Regions from separate parts of the Capra hircus genome. Here region 1 is linked to region 2. Evidence: chromatin contacts called from public Hi-C data. All regions are on one chromosome and are shown on one strand. Each heading gives the region's core, a stretch centred on a gene start, on an enhancer-like site or on the middle of the called end of the contact. The rest is flanking DNA. Distances are from core to core; before and after follow the strand shown. Region 1 has its middle 68 kb from the start of SESTD1. Region 2 overlaps SESTD1 (SEC14 domain and spectrin repeat-containing protein 1).

What was found. A called contact is a pair of places that touch in the nucleus more often than the background predicts.
Region 1: a contact with region 2 is called in a Hi-C map of blood, with 4 times the contacts expected there. The contact joins two enhancer-like sites. A contact is called at or near these places in 2 of 5 Hi-C or Micro-C datasets (blood and liver).

What each region holds. Positions count from the first base shown.
Region 1 is chr2:118,764,826-118,771,394 of ARS1.2, forward strand. No RefSeq gene overlaps it. Among named protein-coding and RNA genes, the nearest start is that of SESTD1, 68 kb to the left of the region's middle. Within about 2 kb of position 3,571, at least 1 of the 5 cell types and tissues checked has an H3K27ac peak or open chromatin away from gene starts, as enhancers often do.
Region 2 is chr2:118,649,471-118,655,946 of ARS1.2, forward strand. It overlaps SESTD1 (SEC14 domain and spectrin repeat-containing protein 1), which reads right to left. Exons shown (of 18, transcript XM_018065247.1): 2 at 223-314. The coding sequence starts at 277. Among named protein-coding and RNA genes, the nearest start is that of SESTD1, 48 kb to the right of the region's middle. Within about 2 kb of position 4,546, at least 1 of the 5 cell types and tissues checked has an H3K27ac peak or open chromatin away from gene starts, as enhancers often do.

The DNA of each region.
Region 1 (6,569 bases), core at 2,321-4,820, 110 kb after region 2:
TCTGAATGGTTTATTCATTTATCCATCCATTTGTTGAGCATCTGTTCTTTAAAGAAATGTTATAAGTATTGGAAATGCAGTTTTTCACCCAAATGCTACTGTGAGAGGAGGAACTGAGACTCGAACATAAGTAATCTGACAACATCATAGTAGACTCCGTGGCAAATGTATTTCTTTAAAATTATAACCAGGTCAGCCCTGTTCCACAGCAGGAAGAGTAGCCAAAAGAGACCCAAAACTCTGAGCCCAAAGTCAGTACTTTTCCAACTCTAATGTGCATAAAGAAGGCTGAGCGCCAAAAAATCCATGCTTTTGAACTGTGGCGTTGGAGAAGACTCTTGAGAGTCCCTTGAACTGCAAGGAGATCAAACAAGGCAATTTTAAAGGAAATCAACCCTGAATATTCTTTGGAAGGACTGATGTCGAAGCTGAAGCTCCAATACGTTGGCCACTTGATGTGAAGAGCTGACTCATTGGAAAAGACTCTGATGCTGGGAAAGACTGAAGGCAGAAGAGGGGGATGACAGAGGAAGAGATGGTTGAATGGCATCATCAATTCGATGGACACGAATTTGAACAAGCTCCAGGAGTTGGTGACGGACAGGGAAGTCTGGCATGCTGCAGCCCATGGGGTTGCAGAGTTGGGCACAACAGAGCAACTGAACTGAACTGAATGTGCGTAAGAATTAAGTAGGAATCTCCTTAGAATGCATATCTGATTCAGTAGCCCAGGGATGAGGCCAGAGACACTATCTTTCCAATAAGCTCTCAGGTGATGTTTATGCTGCTGGTCTGTGGACCACACTTTTGAGGAACAAGGGCTTGGGTAAGGAAGACACACTGACCAAACTGGCTTTACAGCCACTGATCCACTGCCCTCTTGTGGCTCCTGAAGTAATTACCCTGTGTGCTAGCAATTTCTTTAGTCTTAAATTTAAATTATTCTTGCAATTGTTCTCTAGTTACTCCAGGTAAGTGCCTTTCAAGCTTTAGTTTTCTCAAAACACTTTCATATTTTTTCCTTATTCATATACCACTACATATTGCCTCATAATTTTTAACATCCATGCATAACCCTTTCTCAAAACTACTCTTTGGCTTGACTTTGTTTTCCTTAACTAGATTTGCTTTCAAAGGAAATTTCATATTATTTCCTAATTATCATCATCTCAAATGGAAAGACCAATTTTTAAAAAATCAATTAGTTCATTTTTGGCTGTGCTGGGTCTCCATTGCTGCACAGGATTTTCTTTAGTTTTTGAAAGCAGGGGTTACTCTCTAGTTTCAGTGAATGGGCTTTTCATTGCAGAGGCTTCTCTTGTTGCAGAGCATAGGCTTTAGGACTTCAGCAATTGCAGCACGTGGGCTCAGTAGTTGCGACTCCCAGACTCGAGAGCACAAGTTCAATAGTTGTGGTGCATGGGTTTAGTTGCTTCATGGCATGGGGGATCTTAAACGAACCCCAGATCAGGAATGAACCCCTGTCTCCTGAATTGGCAGGTGGTTTCTTTACCCCTGAGCCACCAGGGAAGCCCCAGGACCAATACTGTTTATCACAAATACAAAGTAACTGAAAAGCTATTTGAAAGGAAGACAAAACAATGTTTAAAAGCCCAGGTGATGTCCTTCAAAGCTCTAAGCCTGTCTTTGTTAAAGGGAGATTTACACCTGTTAGAAAGAGTTGCAGACTCAGAGCATTAAACCGGCTTTTGCTCTGATAGTATCAGCAGGATTCAGTTATCTGTAATTCAATGTTATTTAAGGCGGTAAATGTGTACCACCTAAATCATCTTGTGGGGAACCAGCTATAGATAATGTGTTAAGGGTATTGTTTTTCTTCTGTGTGTCTGTGTCATCTGTCCTTGAGAAGTATATTTAGAGATCTTAATCAGTGTCACAACAGAATTGATCTAAAGCAAAAATGTCTTAAAGGGCTTACTCTTACCACTCCTTTCTGCATAACCAATGGCATGGAGGCATTTTGGGCTCTGAAATCAAACAGACAGTTTATTTCTGTGAAAATTCACCATCTCTTTTCTGGATATTACTAGAGTTTCCACCTGTACTCATAAATAAGCTTGTTCTCTCAATCATTGAGATTTACAGTATAAAACTTTGGGGAGGGTAGTGGACAAATTCTACTTCCCTTCAGATGATGAATCAAATCAATCCTGAAAATTCACCTCCCTTTCCCAGTGAATGGTTCTGCAAGGAAAGATTAGCTGATTGACGGCTGTAGAACCATAGTGAGATAGCCTTTCTTTCCTCACAGATATAAATGAAATGTGATTACTTCTGGGTACTATAGGCAACCAGAGGCCTTTTCACCAGGGAGGGTAACAAACCTTAGGGTGAAGCAGATTCTGTCCATCATGGGGCAGAAAGATTCTAGCTCCTTAATGACACTGTCAACTGTTGAATCAGCCACCCCTCAAGCCCGCCCTGACCATCCTCCTATGTGAGGTAATTGATTTCCTTCCTGTTTAACTCAGCATAAATTTAGTTTCCAGAACATGTAATCAATAGCATGCTGACACAAGGAGGTTATAAAGGAATATGAACCATAGATTTTTTTTGGTGGGGGAACTAGAACACATATAAAGAATTTTAATACTGGAGAATTTTGGTGTAAGTAAAGGATGGTATGGCCATATTCTGATACTTATTAAGCAACTAGTATGAGCCAGACATGGCCCATGTTTTAAATATATTATCTCATTTAATGGTTTTAACATTAGGGAGGCATTGTCATCCATATTTAAGACCTGAGGAAATTAAAGCCTGGACAGCTGTGTACCATTACCAGTTATACAGTGAATGATTAAAGAATACAGCTCCAAACTTCACACCTTTTCCATAGAATGACTGCAGGTAGGAAGTTAGATAGAAATCAGCGTAGCAGATTAGCCAGCCAAACAGTGGAAATAGAGTGGCTTTGAGTTCAACCAGGCCAGACATCCGTTTCTACTGTCTCATAATTTTAGACAAATTACCTAACTTTTATGAGACTCAGTTTTCTGATTGGAAATATGGGATAATTATACCTACCTCATATGTTTCTAACCAGGATGGGTAAGATAATATATTTATAATGAGACCATGCTACTCAAATGGTAGCTGTGTGATGATTTGGATACGGGAAGGGTTTGAAAAGGAGGCTGTGGAAATATCACACACATTACTGTATGGGAGCCACTCTGAGTTTGGGTAGAGCTAATAATCATTTTTAAACTGTTTTTATTTTGCGATACTTTTGAATCACAAGAAGTTGCCACTAGTCTCCATTTTAAAAGCTTATAGTGTTAGAATCTTCCTGTATATCCTGCCCACTTCATTCTTTATCTTAAAAAGTTTAATTCAGTAGCCTTTGAGAAATACAAAATAAAAAGTTCAAAAAAAGACTGATTTGGAAGCAGTGGATATTTGAAGATCAACAGTCAAATCCAGGTGTCCAAAAACTCAGAACTCCCACACACTCATTCTGTCAGTACCCTCCTCTTACAGTAGGAGCAGAGGTCATCTTCCCATTGAACTGGTGAAAAACTGAAAGGAAGGGGCCAGAAAGAAACGCTAAGAACTCAAGAGAACTCTCTGCAATCCCAGCCCAGGGCTGATGCACTGCCCTCCTGCTGCAGAATAAAGGAATTTTCCACTCATACCTTTTTCATTTATGAAAGATGATCTTCCACAGACTATGTGAAAAGGACTTTGTACCTTTCACCCTGAACGGACTTCTTGCCCACTTTTTGAATTTGCTCACTCTTAAAAGTACCCTTTTAAGTCCTGGGAAACGATTCTGTTTTCTCAGTTGACTACTGCTGCCCACAGAATGTCTCTTCCTCCCTTCAGTGACTCAGCACTTTAGAGGGAAAAATTGTTCTGGAGAGAATGTTAAGACAGGCCACACTGCTGTTTACAGGAAAGAAAGAGATCAAGTGCTGCCTCCAGGGGAAGGTGAAACACCTTACTTAAAGACTGAGTGGAAAAAAACAACAGATGGTGGAAGTCCTGCAAGGACAAGGTGGTGGGGAAAGCAACTGCAGAAGCTCTGTCACATGTGAGCAGGTAAATTTATTGGTACCGGGAGCAAGAGGGCTCTGCTCAAGTGATCAGACTGTTGTTGTGGGGAAGGCAGAGCCTGCACGCCTTTGTTCTCATTTGGGGCTTTGTGTTCACTTTTCTGAAGTTGAAAGTTTGTAAGTTCAGGAGCTTGTGAAACAACTGGATGGAATGTAGAATTTGAGCTTGTAAAATTACAGAGAAGCAAGTCACTCCTAGCTGCCTTTCTGATTTGTCTGCTTGAGATCAAAGCAGTTGGCCTGTTTCCTGAGAAAACAGTTCATGTTAGGGTGTTCCCAGTGTTACAGTGGATCTTGTCAGAGCAGTACATGAACCCGGGACTTGAACTCTGTCATTTTTCTTTAAAACAAATAGCAGTGGGGAAAATCTTCCATTTGTCTTGTCATCATCATGTCACCAACTCTTGAATCTCTGTAAATTGTTCTAGAAAAACAGATCAAGGAAGAACACTCTCATGCTCATTGTGTTGATTTGAAATCATAGCCATAAGTTCCCAACACAAATTTGCTTTTATTCATGTATCTATCCATTTATTTCTTCTCTCCTCTTCCTCATATGCTTTGAAGGAGCACATTAAAATGAAAAAAAAAAAAAAAGAAAAAGAGAAAGTCAATGACAGAAGGAAATCAGAGATCGGTTCAACAAACAGATCTGGACATTTGCTGGAGGACCACCAGGTATCTGGCCCAGGGCTTTACAGCAGCTAAGACAGAGGGTTATTTGTGGTCTGTAATTTTTAAGCTGATGATACAAATTGTAGTGTCCATAAGATTAAAACAAATCTATTGCTTAGAAAGATCATGATGACTTTTGACTTGGGAAAAATTCCCTTTTATAGTCTAATGATATGGTGAACAACTGTTTCAACAGTTCTTCTACATTTAATGCAATAGGGCTCTTACTTATAAGATTCTTCACTGCCAAGCTCATGGTTTTGGGGCTAAACTCAGCTCAGCAAACGTAATTTTGTGAGGAGCTCGGCAAGGTGGTTGTAGGATACAGATGTAAGGATCAATGATAAAATGTGAAGTCCCAGAGAAATAGACAATATGGGCATCTGGGAGTTTTATCTGAATATATAATGTATATTCAGATATAATAATACACATGAATATAATATATAAACACATTTAGAGCAATCAAGCTCTCTGTTTGGGACAGCAGAGTTCAAGGTTATCCTCTGTGCAGAGATGCTCGAGTATAGATAATCTATGAGGACAATGAAGGACACATCTATCAGTGTCAGCTCAGCTGGTGGTAGAATTGACATTTTCTTATGAAAATTAAGGAGTCTAATCCAGACAGAGGTCTGGATAAGAGGCCACATACCTCTGGGTAGAGGTGGACATCACCGTCTCAGACAAAACAGAAACAGACTCCTTTTTCTTGAACGCTAGAAATTAGCAGAAGCGAATTTCAGACATTTTTATGCTTCACTATACCTTAATTTTTGGAATTTAAGGTAATATATGGCCACTTGCACAGGGTTGGGAAGATCCCCCAGAGAAGGGAGCGGCTACCCACTCCAGTTTCTGGTATGGAGAATTCCATGGACTGTATAGTCCATGGGGTTGCAAAGAGTCAGACATGACTGAGCTCACTTTCCTGATGATGGCCACTTCCAAAATTTGGAAGATACAGAGAAGCATAAAGAAAAAACTAAAATCACCTTTCATCTAGTTTCTAGAGATAATCAACATTGGCATTCTATTATCTATTTTTCTTAAGTACAAAATTGAGATTTTACTGTGCAGCACTTTTTCATTTAATATTACATTTTAACATTTTCTCATACCATTACATATTCATAAAACTATTATTTTGTTTTATTATTACCTGATATTTCATCGCATGGGTAAACCATAATTTATTCAGTCATCCTACTACTTGGAGCGTTTAATTTTTTTCCCAGACATTGTGGTCAGGAGATTACACCTTACTTGACTTTTACAGAGATACAGTTTCTGCAGTTGCACTGCTTGGGTTCAAGTCTCAGTTCAACCACTGTGTGACCTTGGGATAGTAACTTAATCTCTCTGATTCTGTTTAACCATCTGTATATAGGGCTAATTTTAGTGCCTATCTCCCAGAATTTCTGTGACAGATGATGTCTGTAAAAGAGCTACCACATAGGAAGAGTTCAGCAAATGCTAGTTATTATCATGATCATCTTCCAGAGGAGTCTACCAAGAGTTGTGACATCAAAAATCTAAGTTCAGGTTGCAATGTAACTAATGGAACTACAAATTAAATTGGTTGATCTATTCTGAAAATAGATCACGTAAAGGATTCAAATGTTTCAGGAATATAAAGAGCTGAGGGTTGAGGGCCATGGACGTCCAATGGATCAGCAACAACTGACAAATATCCTTGGGAGACTCCACTTTACTGAGTCTATCCTATTCGTAGTCATTCTTCTTAACTACCAAGTAAGAGAGTCATGATTCAGGTTAAATCATCCATGGATTTACAGAACTGCAGAATCTAAA
Region 2 (6,476 bases), core at 3,296-5,795:
TCATTTTAATCAAATTACAGAACAGAATAAAAATTGGCCTGCCAAGCACCAAAAGTGACAGAGTTGGCTTGCACTGCTATCCATTCTGAGTAAAAGGTATCTCAGAAATACCTTTAAAACAGAACCTTCCTAGAAAAAGGAAATGGATTTCTGCATTATCAAAGAAAAAAAGATTAAGCAAGTTTGTACATCAAACACTTCCAATTTCAAGAAGAAACATACCTGAAAGAAAAGCTAGTTTTTTCTTCAGAATGGGTAATATTACTGAGGCCTCCATTTTACTCCAGTAAACTTCCTCCAGTAAATTTTCCTCTCTGAAAACACAGAAAGTTAAGTGTCAACTGCATAGCAATAATTACTCTATGAAATATATACAGGCATACATTTTTATTATGCTTCACTTTATTGTATTTTTTTTTTTTACAAATCGAAGGCTTGTGGTAACCCTGTATTAAGCAAGTCTATTGATGCCATTTTTCCATAAGCATTTGCTTATTCCCTGATTGCTGTGTCACATTTTCGCAATTCCCGCAACTTTTCAAAGTTTCTCACTATTACTAAGTATTCTCACCATTATTATTATTTCTCACTATTACTAATTTATAATGATGGTCTGTGATCAGTGATCTTTGATGTTATCGCTGCAAAAAGATTAAATTCGCTGAAGGCTCAGATGATGGTTAGCCATTTTCAGCAATAAAATATTTTTAATTAAGATACACACCTTGTTTTTCTGGACATGTTACTGCACACTTAACAGACTATAATATTGTGTAAGTATAACTTTTATAAGTACTGGAAAACCAAAACATTACTTATTCAGCAAATACTTGCTATAAACCTATTCCATTTCAAGCTCTGTGCTTTCAGCTAAAGCTAAAATCTCAAGTTACAGCCTTGCCCTGAAAAAAAATGTAGTCTTTTGAAAAGAAATCCGAGATTATTTGGAGGAAGAAATGTAATCTTAACACTTGTCAGATAATGACTATTTAAGCATGACTACCTAAAAGAAGCATATTATTTTACAGCTTTTGCATATACAACTAAAAAAAAAAAATCACTACTGTTGGCACCCGTCTACAAAAGAAAACACATTGTCAAAGTAACATGATAGGTTCTCTTTAAGTTTTATCCTTGAATATTTGCTTGCGATTTGGTCATTCATTTTTGTTCTACATCAGCCCAGGCTAACATACAAACAGTAGGAAGAATGAGGGAAAGGTTCATGTTTTACATTTTTAACCTAAAATAGTAGCACTTCATGTTTCTAGATCAGTATCTTGATCTGATGAGGCTTTTCTTCAGCTCTACAAGAACCAGACAGCTCAGGCTCTTGTCTAAGCTCCTTTCTCTTGTGACCAGCTTGTCAAAGATCAGATGTGAACGCTGGATAATGATGATTATGAATGCTAACATTCAGCAAGGGATTATTACAAGGCATACACTGATTTACCTGTATTAACTTGGTTACTGCTCACAACATTTCCATAAGGTAAGTACTATTATTAATCCCATTTTACAGAAAAGTAAACTGGAGTTGAGAGAAGTTAAATGTGGCCCAACATCTCAAACCTAGTAAGTGGAGACGTTAGGACTCACACCCTGGGAATCTGGTTCCAGTAACACTGTTCTTATATCACATCATCACCTTACCAATAAAACAGGCCTGAAAATATCCAGTGACGTTTGGCCAAGTGAACAAGATGGAGTCTAGCTTTTGTATCATCAGTGCAAATGTCAATGGAGTGAAAGCCCACTACTAAGACGTACTAAAAATTATTTAAAAAAGAATTTTGAACTCACAGACACCCTGAAACCTAGAAAAAAGAGAACTGCTGATCGAGGCCGTCAGTGGGATGCCCTCACAAAGGAATTTCAAACATGAGGGAGTAATGAAGATACAGGAGCAACTTAGTCATAGAAGCATCAACAGAACTGGCTTCCTCACCACACTTCTCCTATGGTATAAGCACAGACAACTTCTCAGCTGCCTTTGGGTCATTCCTACTTTTCTGAGCCTCATAAATTCTGTGAGCTATTCTCCTAATAAATCCATTTCTGCTTAAGTTCCCAGAGCAGACTTCTCTTTTAGTCAGTGGAGAAACTTGACCGGTACAGGAAGCAAAACTGCAGTTTAGAGTTTGGTAGGTCATATATACAATCACTCAATGCCACTGATTGCTCTTTGTGGGTCCCCCCCCCAACCGGCTGTTATCTATTCTAAATGAACACTGACGTTTTAAGCCTTGTCACAATAAAGCCCAACAAATCAGGGCCTCCCTGGCGGCTCAGTGGTAAAGAATCTGCCTGTCAATGCAGGGGACACGGGTTCAGTCCGCGGTCCAGGAAGATCCCACATGCCGTGGGGCAACCAAGCCCATGTACCACAGCGCAGGAGCCAGCACTCTAGAGCCCACGAGCCACAACTACTGAGCCCACATGCCCAAAGCCCATTTACTGCAACAAGAGAAACCACGGCACTGGGAAGCCTGCCTGCAACAACTAGAGAATTGGCCCCTCTCACCCCAACTAGAGAAACCCCACATGCAGCAACGAAGACCCAGCACAGCCATAAAAAAATTTAAAAATCTTAAAAATAACAATTAATCAGTACCTAAGAAAATAGAAGATCAGGAATTCTTAAGGCATAAGAAATAATAGCTGAAGGTGACCCTTTGAGTAAATCTGTGTTATGTGAGCTTTGCAAGTCAGGTTATCAATTTTATGCCAACAAGTGCCAAATTCTTCACCACTGTGTTCTCCACATACTTAAAGCACAAAAGGGAGTTCAATTTCTGGTATAGATTTATCTTGGAAAACTGTAATATCCAGAAGCAAGAGTACATTTCATCACTCTCCTGAGACATAGATGCAGCATCTAAACTTTCCATGACTTCACAAAACCATCTCAGCATGACAAAATACTGATTTTCGTTTAATCCAATAGCCCTTTTCTTTAAATAACATCTTGAAAGTGATGAAAAAGTAATCTAAAGTAATGAGAAATGTAGGTTTTGGATGTGTGGGCCAAGATCAAACTGATGAATAAAATGTGAAGCAGTCAACGAGATGAAAGCTGTAATGTTTACTTTTTATATCTTCCTCCCTTCTAGAGTCTCCCTTCCATCAATCTCTTTCATTGTTATCATAAAAGAGGTGGGTAATGAAAAGTCATGATTTCTGTACTACTAGTTCCAATTAAATTTAATTTTACAGAAGTCATTTAAGATTTTTCAAGTCCTTAGCACAGTCATCAGAAACAAACAAAAAAAGCAAATCTGCCTATCTGTAGTTATCTTATATGTAATTTATAAAATAGTTAACATATTGGGTTGGCCAAAAAGATTCTTCAGGTTATTCCGCAAGACATCTTCACAGCTAATACAACACAAAACAAAATAAAGAGAAAATCCTGCAAAATATCACTGTCCACTGCTATCACCACAATAAGTGTTAAATATGGGGTATCTGCTCATACTTTTCTCCAGTGGGTAGATCCAGATCACTGATTTTTCACTAGAAACTTACTGAACCTAAACATATCTGAGTGAAATATTTCTTGAACAAGGAGACAGGCATATACCTGATATGAGTTAATGGAAAGTGGCAAGGAAAGTAAGTTTTTTTAAAAAACTTGCCAAATGAAGCAAGCTAAAAAAAACTAGCAGAAAATTCAACAAGTCACAAAGTGCTTAACACAAACATGTCATATTTCATATATGGTCTTTAAAACAATCTGGATAAATTAAGTCACAATTTATTATTCATAAAAGAAGCAGAAAGCCAGGTCATAGCAGGTGAGATGCCTTGGAGAGTGGTGAATATATAGGAAAATGTGCAACCATGACTGCATATTGCCACCAACCAAAAGCAAGAAACTTCGAAGTAAATTCTCATTCCTGGGTGCAAAATAAATCCTATCTGAAAATAGCCCGTCTACAGTTAGAGATGATGAATTCTGAGAAATTCTGAAAAATATAAAGAGACTAGGTTTCAATGGAAACTTGTATCTGTCTTCTAGTTTGAACATCTTTCTCAAGATCTTGAAGAGGTAAAAAAAGGAAAGCTGGGGCAACTAAGTAGTTAAAGTGATATTTTGCCTCCCCAAAGGAAAGACTTGTCCTATTTATTTTCGTATTTATTTATTCATTCATTCATTCATTTAACAAATCTACAATAAGCATCTACTAGATTGAAACAAGGCAAGATGCTCTGGATGTCCTTGGCATTCACAATATATTTCATTGATGAAAGGATAAACCAGTGAACAAATGAACAAACACGTGAGAAACAGCAAAGTGAAACACACAGCCTAGGAGTCCCAACATCATCACAACTACCTGACCAGCAGCGCCCCGTGGTGTGCTCCCAGGTCACGTGAGCTGATCTTCCTTCAGAGCAGCTCCTTCCAGCTTCTACTGGGACAGTTTCCCAGGGATCCAGCAGCTCCATAATCACCAGATGCTAGAGAAAGGCAGGTCTATGGTGATGGTAAGGGGGACCTCGATGGGTTCTAGCAATGGGCAGCCGTTAGAGGGCAGCAGAGGATGTGTTAAGCAGCAGGAAAAGAGAATTTCGGGCCTTTTAATCAAGAGTGGGCAAATTACACTTCTTAAGAGACTGTAATTGATGATATGAATGGGTGCACTGGAACTCCTCTTTCACTGAGTATAAATCAACCAGTTTATTTGGAAAATTTAGTTATTCTTCGAAGAGCATTTTTAACAACCAGTGAAAACCCATTAGGATAGCCGAAGGCTAACTAAATCATCTCTAATGAGTCTACATCACGCAGACACATAATGGCAATGAACAGAGCCAGAATGCACGCTCGCTCCCTTAGCTTTCTATTTCCGAAGAAATACTACAGTTGTCCTTGAATTCAGATTACAAATACTTTCAACTATTGTTACAAAGCAAGAGCAACCTTAGATAAAAACAAATAAGCACATGCAGAGGTACTAAGTATTAATAACCTAGCTGGGCACATCACCTACATATCCATAGGTAAAATTAGGCAGAAATAAACATTACTCAACTTTACAAAAATATATCAATAAAGCAGATCAACAGTTAAAAACGTGTCATTTTTGTCACTGTAGGTGCCAATGTATGATTATTAATCTGGGTTTACAATAACATTGACAATTCTGAAAGAAAACCAAGCTTTTGGGATAGACTTCAAATGAAAATGATAAAATGCTTAACTTTCACAACAATACAGATCTATCCAAAACAGTAATTCTTCTAAATAAAATGGAAACCTGAAGTATCCTCGTTTGACACCATTTTTACAGATGGGTCAAGACCTAGTTTATTCCGTGAGGGAGGGAGAAAAGAAGAAAGGGATGAAGCAAACAGAGAAAGTTCCAAGTTTTCTATGAAAACATAACCTACTTTGAAAGACAGGAAAATTCTACAGTAAAGGTCCAATGCATGAAAAGTCCTACACTGTATTTACATGTCAAAAGATTTAAAGCTAATATTAATGATAGCCTGCCACTTCAAAACCCTTCTCAAAAACAATACAAGCAGTACCCTACATCATCCTTGCTGCCCCTTCTCCTCAGGAGCCAGACACGAGGGAACTCAGTTCTTTATGGACCTCCTCACCTCTTGAGCTAGTCTACCAAGTCCTTAGCAACTGCAAACCTGCATTTTTTGAAGGTTCAGCTTCAGAAGGTCCTTTATTGTATGACTTTTTCAAATTTTTGGCTTTTCCTATCTGTGTTAATTTATAAGTAAATCCTTCCTCGCCAAAACTGGAATACCGCAAAAGGAATACCGCTTTAGAGAAGTGAATGAGGCTGATGGAATTCCAGTAAAGACATTTCTGGCATCCCCAGCTCTAGAGTACCCCATGGCTAGAGAGTCTTTACCTGATACGAGAGCTCTCTGAAGTGGACTCTCTTCATGCACAGCTTTTGCATCTGAGTATCACACTGAGCTCCAAGAAGCCTGGACCACTTCCTTCCCCAGGGCAACAGATGTGTCCACTGAGGTCACTTGCTGCGGAATAGGTCTGTCTCATTCATCAGGGGAAGCACGTGATAACAAACTCATGAGTGTATTTCTAGCTCCCATCCTCTCTTTATCTCAAAATTTCTCTGGGTCATCATTAAATCTGTGCTCTATTGACCTTTATCCCAGAAAGAAGTGTTCCTACTCTATACTCTGCAAAGACATACATACCTTTCATTGAGATAATCTCAGGCTTTTAAATCTAACTCAGACATATAATCGTCTAACAGACTGAACAAAAGTATCATTAGGTTCCTAATTTTTGTTTATATGATGAAAATATTTGGTACATCAAACAGCACACTGGAAAAAAAGTTAAAAAGGTATAATAGTACAAAACAAAAGTTTAAAAAACAAGTTAACTAAAGATATGGAAAACTGTTCACAAAATGGAAATTATTATGGCATTACCCAAGTAGAAAGAAGCCAGTGGAACACGTGAAAGTTGTTTTCCA